Linked DNA regions of Rattus norvegicus: region 2 is linked to region 1. Evidence: chromatin contacts called from public Hi-C data. All regions are on one chromosome and are shown on one strand. The core of a region is the stretch at or near the end of the contact, and the rest is flanking DNA. Distances in the headings are between cores, read along the strand shown.

The links. A called contact is a pair of places that touch in the nucleus more often than the background predicts.
Region 2: a contact with region 1 is called in a Hi-C map of the A7r5 cell line, with 4 times the contacts expected there. The contact joins two enhancer-like sites. A contact is called at or near these places in 7 of 12 Hi-C or Micro-C datasets (the A7r5 cell line, the Rat2 cell line, Schwann cells and 4 more) and 1 of 1 datasets of contacts at active chromatin or transcription factors (oligodendrocytes).

The regions. Positions count from the first base shown.
Region 1 is chr1:174,195,884-174,200,156 of GRCr8, reverse strand. No RefSeq gene overlaps it. Among named protein-coding and RNA genes, the nearest start is that of Adm, 18 kb to the right of the region's middle. Within about 2 kb of position 2,531, at least 12 of the 93 cell types and tissues checked have an H3K27ac peak or open chromatin away from gene starts, as enhancers often do. A contact at or near this core is called in the A7r5 cell line, where this site is marked.
Region 2 is chr1:174,354,492-174,358,764 of GRCr8, reverse strand. It overlaps Ampd3 (adenosine monophosphate deaminase 3), which reads right to left. Exons shown (of 15, transcript NM_031544.2): 8 at 3,916-4,047; 9 at 3,266-3,429; 10 at 2,602-2,728; 11 at 1,619-1,782; 12 at 504-624. Among named protein-coding and RNA genes, the nearest start is that of rnf141, 35 kb to the left of the region's middle. Within about 2 kb of position 2,079, at least 42 of the 93 cell types and tissues checked have an H3K27ac peak or open chromatin away from gene starts, as enhancers often do. A contact at or near this core is called in the A7r5 cell line, where this site is marked.

The DNA.
Region 1 (4,273 bases), core at 1,282-3,781:
AAGGCTGGCCTCAAAATACATGTGAGCATACAGCACCAGCCCCCCCAGTGTGTGTAACTAGTAGTTGGCTTGCTGTGGCTAAAACAATAGGGTATCTGCAACTTTACTTTTAGGTGACTCACCAGAAAAGCTATTTTAGACAGTCTGTAGCGACTAAGATTACATTTGTTCTAAGAGAAACAGACTGAAAGGACAAAAGGCTAATTGCAAAAGTGCTCTTTTTCAGCTCAGAGAAGTCTTGCTGTATTTTCTTAACAGCATCTTAGTTACCAGACACAACAGAAGGCATAAAGGCTGGTATCAAAAACAATGGGGGGGGGGCTGGGGATTTAGCTCAGTGGTAGAGCGCTTACCTAGGAAGCGCAAGGCCCTGGGTTCGGTCCCCAGCTCCGAAAAAAAGAACCAAAAAAAAAAAAAAAACAATGGGAAACAATCACGCCCTGATACCACCTGGCACACTTCTTGCTCATCAAAAGGCAAGCATGTTGGAGAAGCATGGCCTTGTCCACGTGCTCATCATGGAGTCTACACACGCCCTTGTATGGGAACATTTGTCAGGCTGCAGCTATGGTATCCTTCTGACCAATCAGTTGTCCAACCTTCTGATCATCTTGAGTTGCTATCCCTACTGTCTCCACCAACTCAGAGTGAAGGAGCTGGCCGAACTTTCTAGATGGAACTTTGAGCTTCGGCTAAGGCTTCTGGGGTGAGCAAGGATACAGCAGATGCAAGAAATGGTGGGCTCCCATGCTCCTCCAAGCAAGAGTACCAGTAAGCACTTAGCTTATTATCGATTGAACATCTGTGTCCCTGCCTGAAGAAGAGAAGTGAAATGATCCAGAATCTTCTAGAACTGAGAACTACAAGAGTATCCTTCGAAGAAGGGAAAGCTGAAACCATTACACCAGACGTACAGGGGTTTCCCTCCTTCTTGGGTTCCCTCACTTTCCATTGTTGAGATCACATCAGCCCCCAAGAAAATATTGCTTTAGTGACTGGCCTCTTGCCATGGCTGAACCAGGCTAGAACATTCCCAAAGCCTTTACACAACACTAGAGAAGAACAACTGGACATAAGCAAGAAACATAAACACAACACAGGCTTGTGAACTACAGTAACAAGGGCAAGAATTAAAGAACCAGACACGGGAGGGAGGAAGGAATTTTGAGTGCTATGACTTTCTTGTTAATTTCTCAAGAGCCATACTTACTCCATAAGCAATACATTTGTATTTTGAAGCCTCTATAGTGTAACTTTTGGTCTCCTTGTCATACTCTAGTACTTTATGGTTTGTCTACCTTGAGCTGTTTATCTGAGTAATTCTGAGAAGCCTTCCTCCTACTCCTTCCTCCCTTCCCCCATGATGATCCCCACCCCCTCCAGGACTTCTGCAGATGAGCACATAGGTGATCAACTCAGTCATTGAACAAAAGTGCCCCTAATTAGGAGCTGTGGCGCAAGACACTGAGTAATGAGCCATTGCCTACCCGGTCTTATCAGACACAGTCTGATAGGAGGAACTATTAAGGGTCATTTCCTTAATACTTATGTCAACTAAAAACTACGAGATTTGACTTTTAAAAGAAGAGATTTATATGAAAATACATCTAACAGGCTCATTGATCTCTGCCAACAAAAAGATCATTGTTTAGAGAATCCTCAAGTCAATGATGACAACTGAAAGAAGATCTTGTGTGTGAGTACATCTTCCCGAAGATGGCAAAGAGGAAAATCCCACTTTCTAGAACTATCAAGACAGGTGATCTCTGTTCTCTGTGCCTGCAGTCGGATGACTAAGAGGCTCTACCAGAACTATCCAAGCTTATGACTGTTAACTCTTCACCATTGTCTCCACATCTAACCTGAGCTCAGATTTTCCCACCTGGCGGCGTTATCTTCACTTCTCTGGGAATTCCTTAACCTGCCTCAGTTTCCTCAAAGAAGATAAGATAAGATCTGAAGACGTCACAAGTAAATGTGAGCTGAAGCCTGCTGGCCAGCTCTACTGGGAAGAACATTTCCACTTCCGGGGCAGGGCAGGGGATATTCACAAAGAATACTATCCATTGACACACCCTTCAGAGAACAGTCTGTGCGGGAACTAGCCTTCAATCATGGCTCATATGGCATAATTGCCTTATGAGGAAGATACCCAAATTCTTAAGGATTGAACCTTGCTCAAGGGGTTCACTGGGCAGGGCCCTGTAGGTCCTTGGTGGGGTCAGGGAGACTCAGCAAGCTTATTCTAATGGATGGGACAGACAGCCATTGAACTAGCTTAAAAGACAGCAAGCACCCATGGGACCCTACCATTTATCCTAGCACATAACAGACCTGCTGGTACAGAATTATATAAACATACATTTCACATCCCCCAAGTTCCTCAAGACATTTGGCAAAGACCAATTCACATGCTTAGATTATTCCAATAATGTATTCCAAAGGAAACAGCAGGTGGCAGCAGAGGGTTACATTTTTTTACTCTTTGGCACGGAATGAGAACAAAGTGTTAGGGCATAATCACATCTGAGTCACCCCACTGGCCTAGAGATGGCTCACCACCATTTTGTCATGTGGGTAGTGTAGAGTCATCTCCAGTGGGCTCTGTGAATTTTAAAAAGAGACTCTCCCAAAAGCCCCTGTCCAAAGCCAGAAGGCTTCCTGATTTCTGTGAGCCGAGCAAGACAGCAACTCCCGGCAGACTCCACCTCCAGCTTTGAGTCTCTCATATCCTGTGGCCCAATGTCAGGGCATGCTAGTTCATGGCTTCTTCACATCGGAGAGGCCCTCAAAAAACATGGTGAAGTAGACGAGTGGCTAACAAGTGAGTTTTCACAGCACCGTGTTTTTGCTCCATTATATTATCCAAAGCTAGAGTGTGGGGGCTGAGAAAGGGAATTAATAGAACCTGAAACTGAGGTACTTGGCACATTAGAGACCTCAGAAAGTCCCATCAAAACCAGCAGCTGCTGTAGCACTGGGCTCATGAGCTGACAGTGCTGTGATCACTCCCCCACTTGGCCCCAAGTCTTCCTTGCCTTACATAGTCCTATGCTTGGCTTCTAATGTGCAAGCTGCAGCTGGAAAGTTTGCAGTATAGTGTTGTGTTGGATCTTGCAGGCCAGTCCTTTGTTGAATTGCTTTGCAGGGCAAATCCAAGTTTACCTTTAATACGTGACTGGAGCCTGCTAGTGGATGAGAGTTCAGTGGATAAGAGTACTCGATACCAAACCTGAAGACCTGAGCTCAATCCTGGGGGCCCACAGGGTGGAAGGAGAGAATCAACTTCCATATATTGTGGTCTGACCTCTACCTCTACGTGCAAACACACAGCACTCACATGCACACACACACACACACACACACACACACACACACACACACACACACACACGCTCGAAATATAAACATTGTGAATGGTCAGTTTGGTGCTCTGGGCAGGTTCCTCAGAAACACTTGGACTTAGCTGCTTTGTTTCCATCAAAAAAGAAACTGAAACACATCGTTTAGAGGAGGGTAGAGGTATGGAGGAAGATGGAGGGATAGTTGGAGGGATGGAGGTGGAGGGAAAGATGGGGGAGGGAGGGAGGGATAAGGAGGATGGAGGATTTTGCTAAATTTTGATAAAAGGAACAAAATTTAGCTCTTTTTTTTTCTCTCTCTCTTCTCCCTCTATTACCTCCCTTCCTTCCCCATCTCCTCAATTCCAATAAATCTCCTCCCCATGACAAAAAAAAAAAGGAACAAAATTTATTAAAAAAAAAAAAAAAAGACAAAATTGGAAATCTGGTTCCTAAGATCCTAACAGATCTTGCAAACAGATGTACTTGTGGGTTTTCTTTCTGAAAGTTGAGTTGACAAAAAAATTAGCAGCCTTGGCCCTTTGTAAGTCACATAATTGAACTTGCAGCATCCACAGAGCCTGGAAGAGCCTCCGGAAAGGTGGGGTAGCAAATGAGGACAATATTCTGTGACTTGATGTGTGGCTTCAGCTTCAGACATTGAATGAGCTGGTTTTACTTTCCTACAGAAAACATAATCTTGGGGCTGGGAGTGTGGCTCAATGCTTGCCTAGGATGCCAGTCGCCAGCAGTGCACCCTGGTGATACCGAAGCGGTGGCACATTCTTGCCATACCAGTCCTAGGGACGTGGGGGCAGAAAGATGAGACATTGAAGGTCATCGTCCACTTTATGATGAACTCAGAGCCAGTCTGAACTCCATGAGATCCTGTCAAGAAAGAGAGGGAGAGAGGAAAGCAGTCAGGCAATGCT
Region 2 (4,273 bases), core at 830-3,329, 160 kb before region 1:
GGCACCTGCCCCACCCTGCACAGGCCCCCACACAGACATGCACGCACACACGTGAAAAAGGAAAATTAGTCTTTAAAAAGGGAAGGAAAAGGGAACCAGAGATACTAAACGACTGCTGGTGCTGTTTCTATAAAGAAAGCATGGAGATTTCTATTCACTTTTTTCACCTAAAATGTGATGTGTTTGGTTATTTTATGGTTAAAAGTGAGCCAAATCGTCTTTGTTCGTTTTCCTGCTTTAGCTTTGTTTTGAGAGAGAGAGAAGGGCGGGGGGAGGACGAAAACATGAAGTTGGGTAGGGGGTAGGGAGGAGTTGGAAGAAGGAAAGAATATGATCGAAATATGTGAAAATATCTAAATAAAAATTGAAGTGAAACCAAGAAGACTACAGTAGCTCAGCCCTCCAGGAGCCATGGCCCTCAAGGAGCACTGACCAGAGCTCTGAAGAGGGGGTGGGGGATGGGAACCGCACACTCAGGGCCAGCTCCAGGAGAGCACGCTTACCTTCTTGAGGAGCAGCCCGTGGGAAATGTTGTCTGCAGTCAGGAAGGCAGACACTAGGTGAGTGATGGAGCCGGCTTCCCCACAGTGAGGTCGGAACAAGAATGTGCTCAGGCCTCGTTCCCTGTGTTAGGGAGGCTCCAGGTCAAGACGTGCCCATGGCTTACCCTGCCCACTTCCCCAGCCCAGAAGAGAGCACCCCTATGGCAAGGTCAGCACAGCTAGAGCAGTGCACCCCAGAGCAGCCCCTCCTACAATGTGGAAGGGCAGAGGAGACAAGACATGGACAGGGGTCCTGGCCTCCTCCACTCACCCCCACCCCCACCCCACTTCTTGGCATTCCAAGACTGGCTCCATGAGAAATCAGGTCCAACCACTTTGCTTTAGAAATGAGCAAAGGCCCAGGGCATGGCGTGTGTTGAAAGACGCTGAGCAGGTCATGACATAGCCAGAACCAGAGAGCCCATCTCCCAGAGCTCGACTCAGGACCACCTCCACCCTGGTTGTTACAGGCCCTTTTCTCAACCCCATTCTAAACTCACCCGGCACAACCTGGATTAGCTCGGTGCTAGCCCGTGAGAAGCTATGCTCCCAAAGGAAGGTGCATGCAACATTAGACTCACAGAGAAGGGAATGTAGCTGTGCCCTGTGCCTGTGTCCCGGGTTTCTGGCTCCTGTCAGTTTGCGCTTTGTCTGGTTTGTGGACCTTTCCACAGGACACCACCCTAAGATTTAGGCAAACTGAATCTGCTTCACTCGGTCTCTCCTGTGTCCAGACTGTGCCTATCGCATGGGAGTTGCACTTTTTCAAGGCACAAATGCATGTGTGCAGATGGCTGCACAGCAGTAGAGAAGCATGCATATGGTCAGTCAGTGTGTCCTAGGTCTCTCCACGTGGAGGTCGTGCTGGTAAATATGTGCAAATGAACATGTGTGTGCAAATGTACAGCATCCATCGTTGCACACAAGCCACGTATCTGTATCGGCACGAGTCTTCTCAAGCATGTGCCCGCATGTGCAAGCAGTCATGTGATAAACTTAAGAACCACATGGGTGTGCATGTTGGCAGGAGGACCACATGCATGTGAAGCCCACACGCATGCCGGGGCTGCACCCACCTGCGGAGGTTGTTCAGCACCATGATGTTGGCATACATGTAGTACAGGTAGTAACTGTAGGGTGGGTTCTGCTCGCTGGTCCAGAGGTCTGGGCTGGGGCTCTTGTCTGAGAACATGTGGTCACTGTGCTTGGACTCATCATCCACGCTGTCAAACCCTGTCACCTGTGTGGGAAGTATCGACGCTGACATTGACAATGAGGAAACCGAGGCTGGGCCAGATGAGGGTAGGCCTGAGCTGCCAGCTTTCTCCACTGCTGTTGCCAAGGAGGCCAGTGCTGCAGGGAGTGGCAGTCACTGCCAACAGCAGTAGCGAGGGCTGGAGTGGGGGTGGGGCTGCTTGACATGCCAAGCATCTACAACCATCCATCAAGTCCCCTGCCCCCCACCTTACAACTCGCCAGCTAGTTAGCACTCAAATGACACTGCGTGGGGAGGTGGCTGTGGCCTCGTCTTAATGTTGAGCAAACCAGGACCAAAGTGGTTTAGGAAGCTGTCCAAGCGCGATGACTACACTCTGGGCCCAGATAGGTCCAAAGCTGGATTCAGAATTATAGGCAGAGGATTCCTTCGGTGTGTCAAGTTTGGCTGTGAGATACCAGCCGCATGCCTCACAACAGATCGGGGGCCCTGGCCAGGAGCACGGTGGCCCCAGAGGCTCCTCTGCTTCACTGAGAAGAAACCTAGCAAACCGTTTAAATCAGGTATCTCTGACCTCTGGACTAACGGCTGCTGACCCTTGCCTGCAGCTGCCCTTTTAGGGACAGACACAGCCTTCCCCAGTGCTCCCAGCAACCACTACCCTGAGAAGCAGCCTCCCTCCATTCCTTTCATTATACAGCTGCTTGGAGCTGGCAGTCCGTGCCTGGGTCCAGGAGCTGGGGAGGGAAGCAGAGTGGAAGGCCGGAGAAGGTGATTGGGCCCATGTGGGGCAGGAGTGCCCTCCTCTGCCAAAATGGGCTCACTAGAGGCCCCCAGACTTACGTATTTAAGGAAGAGGTGAAGCTCCCGATGGTCTTGAGGGTTGATAGTAGCCTGGAAAAGGGGCAGGAAGATGTTCTCCAGCATCTTCCCAAAGCTTGGCAGTAGTTTCTTTGACCTAAATATATCACTGGGGAAACCAAAGGCTGGCTTGTTAGGGACTTGGTCTGCCAAGTGGGCCCCTGTCACTTTCTCAGCAGAGAAAACAGCCAGTGTGGTCAGTGTTTGCAAACTGATGGGCATCTTTCTGTACCTGTGGCCATTGCCTCAAGCCAGAGGCCACTGAGAGTGAGGAGGTGGGATTCAGGCTGGGTGAGAAGTGACAAAAGAGTCCTCAAATCTCCAGGGACATGGACTCTGCCACTCAAGCCCAGCCCAGCTGGAGATGAGAGTGTCGCTTTGCATGGCAGCCACAGAGGCCAGTAATGTAGGACACCATGGGTCATCTCATCCCCCAGGCTCACCCAAATCTTCAATGAGAAGAAAGGGTGTTCCCCCAGCAAGGCCTTCTCATGTATGTATTCCTCAACAGCAAGAGTGATGTGTGCTGAAAGCCAAGCCCACAGTCCCTGTCCCCAGGCTCAGGAGCATACACACGGACAGGAGCCATGCAGGACAGGCTGTGGTCCCCGGAGAAGCCCGGGGCAGACAAGAACACAGTACTCACTAGATCCGCGGCACCTGGATGATCCAACGCATGTTGGGCGAGTAGACCTTGTGCTGAATGAACCAGCGGGCCAGGCTAGACCATTCCTTAGGACTGCGACCATAGATGGACAGCCGGGGTTCTGAGTACTGGTACTTGCTGTCCTCCAATTCCCGGGCCACTTCCTAATACCAAGAACTGAGTTGGCACAAAAGCCTCCCAGCTACACGAGAGCCCCCGATCCCTGGGTTGGCCCTGGGATCCTCAGCTACCTGCTCATAGGTGGGAAGGCTGATCTAAATCCCTGGGGTTGCCGTGTAAGCACCCACTCCCCCGCCAAGGCTTCTCCTGGGAGGGAGGCCAGGGTCTGACACCAGCACGCTGTAGAATCAGGCCTGGCTGTAGAGCCAGAACAGGCAACAGCAGTGTCTCCGCCTGGAGCCAGCCTGCAACCAGCCAAGTTCTGGCTGCAAATGGACAGGGGTGGCGCCAGGATGCTCCGAGCTCTCCCTTCTCACCCCTTCCCTGCCATTGGCCCACGAGACACACCTGCCCATGCTCGAGAGCAGGGGACCGGCGCTTGCCCGTGTTGGGTGGTAGACAGAAGGGCCTTTGGGGAGAGGAAGGGACAGAGGACAGTGGGTATCTGAAGAGGCTGAGGGCTCACTCACCTTGACCATGCGAGCAAAGTACTCTCCCCCCAGGTAGTTTTCAGTTTTTAAATACAGGTCCCGAAGCTCACTGGCCCCCACAGGGTTGTACTTGGAGTTGAACTTGTCGAAGCGGTGAAATGTCTGCCGGCCCTGTGAGGAGATCCAGCTGGCTGCATCACAGTTCTTCTATGCAGTTACCAAATACACTTCTCCAAGCCTTTGCAAGGCAGACACACTAGAAAATGTCCCCCACCCTAGCTGTCTCTCCTTCCCTTTCTCTCTTTTAGACAGAGGCTCACTATGTAGCACAAACTATCTTCTAACTTGCAATCCTCCTCCCTCATCCTCCACAGAGCTAGAATTACAGGCTCACCAC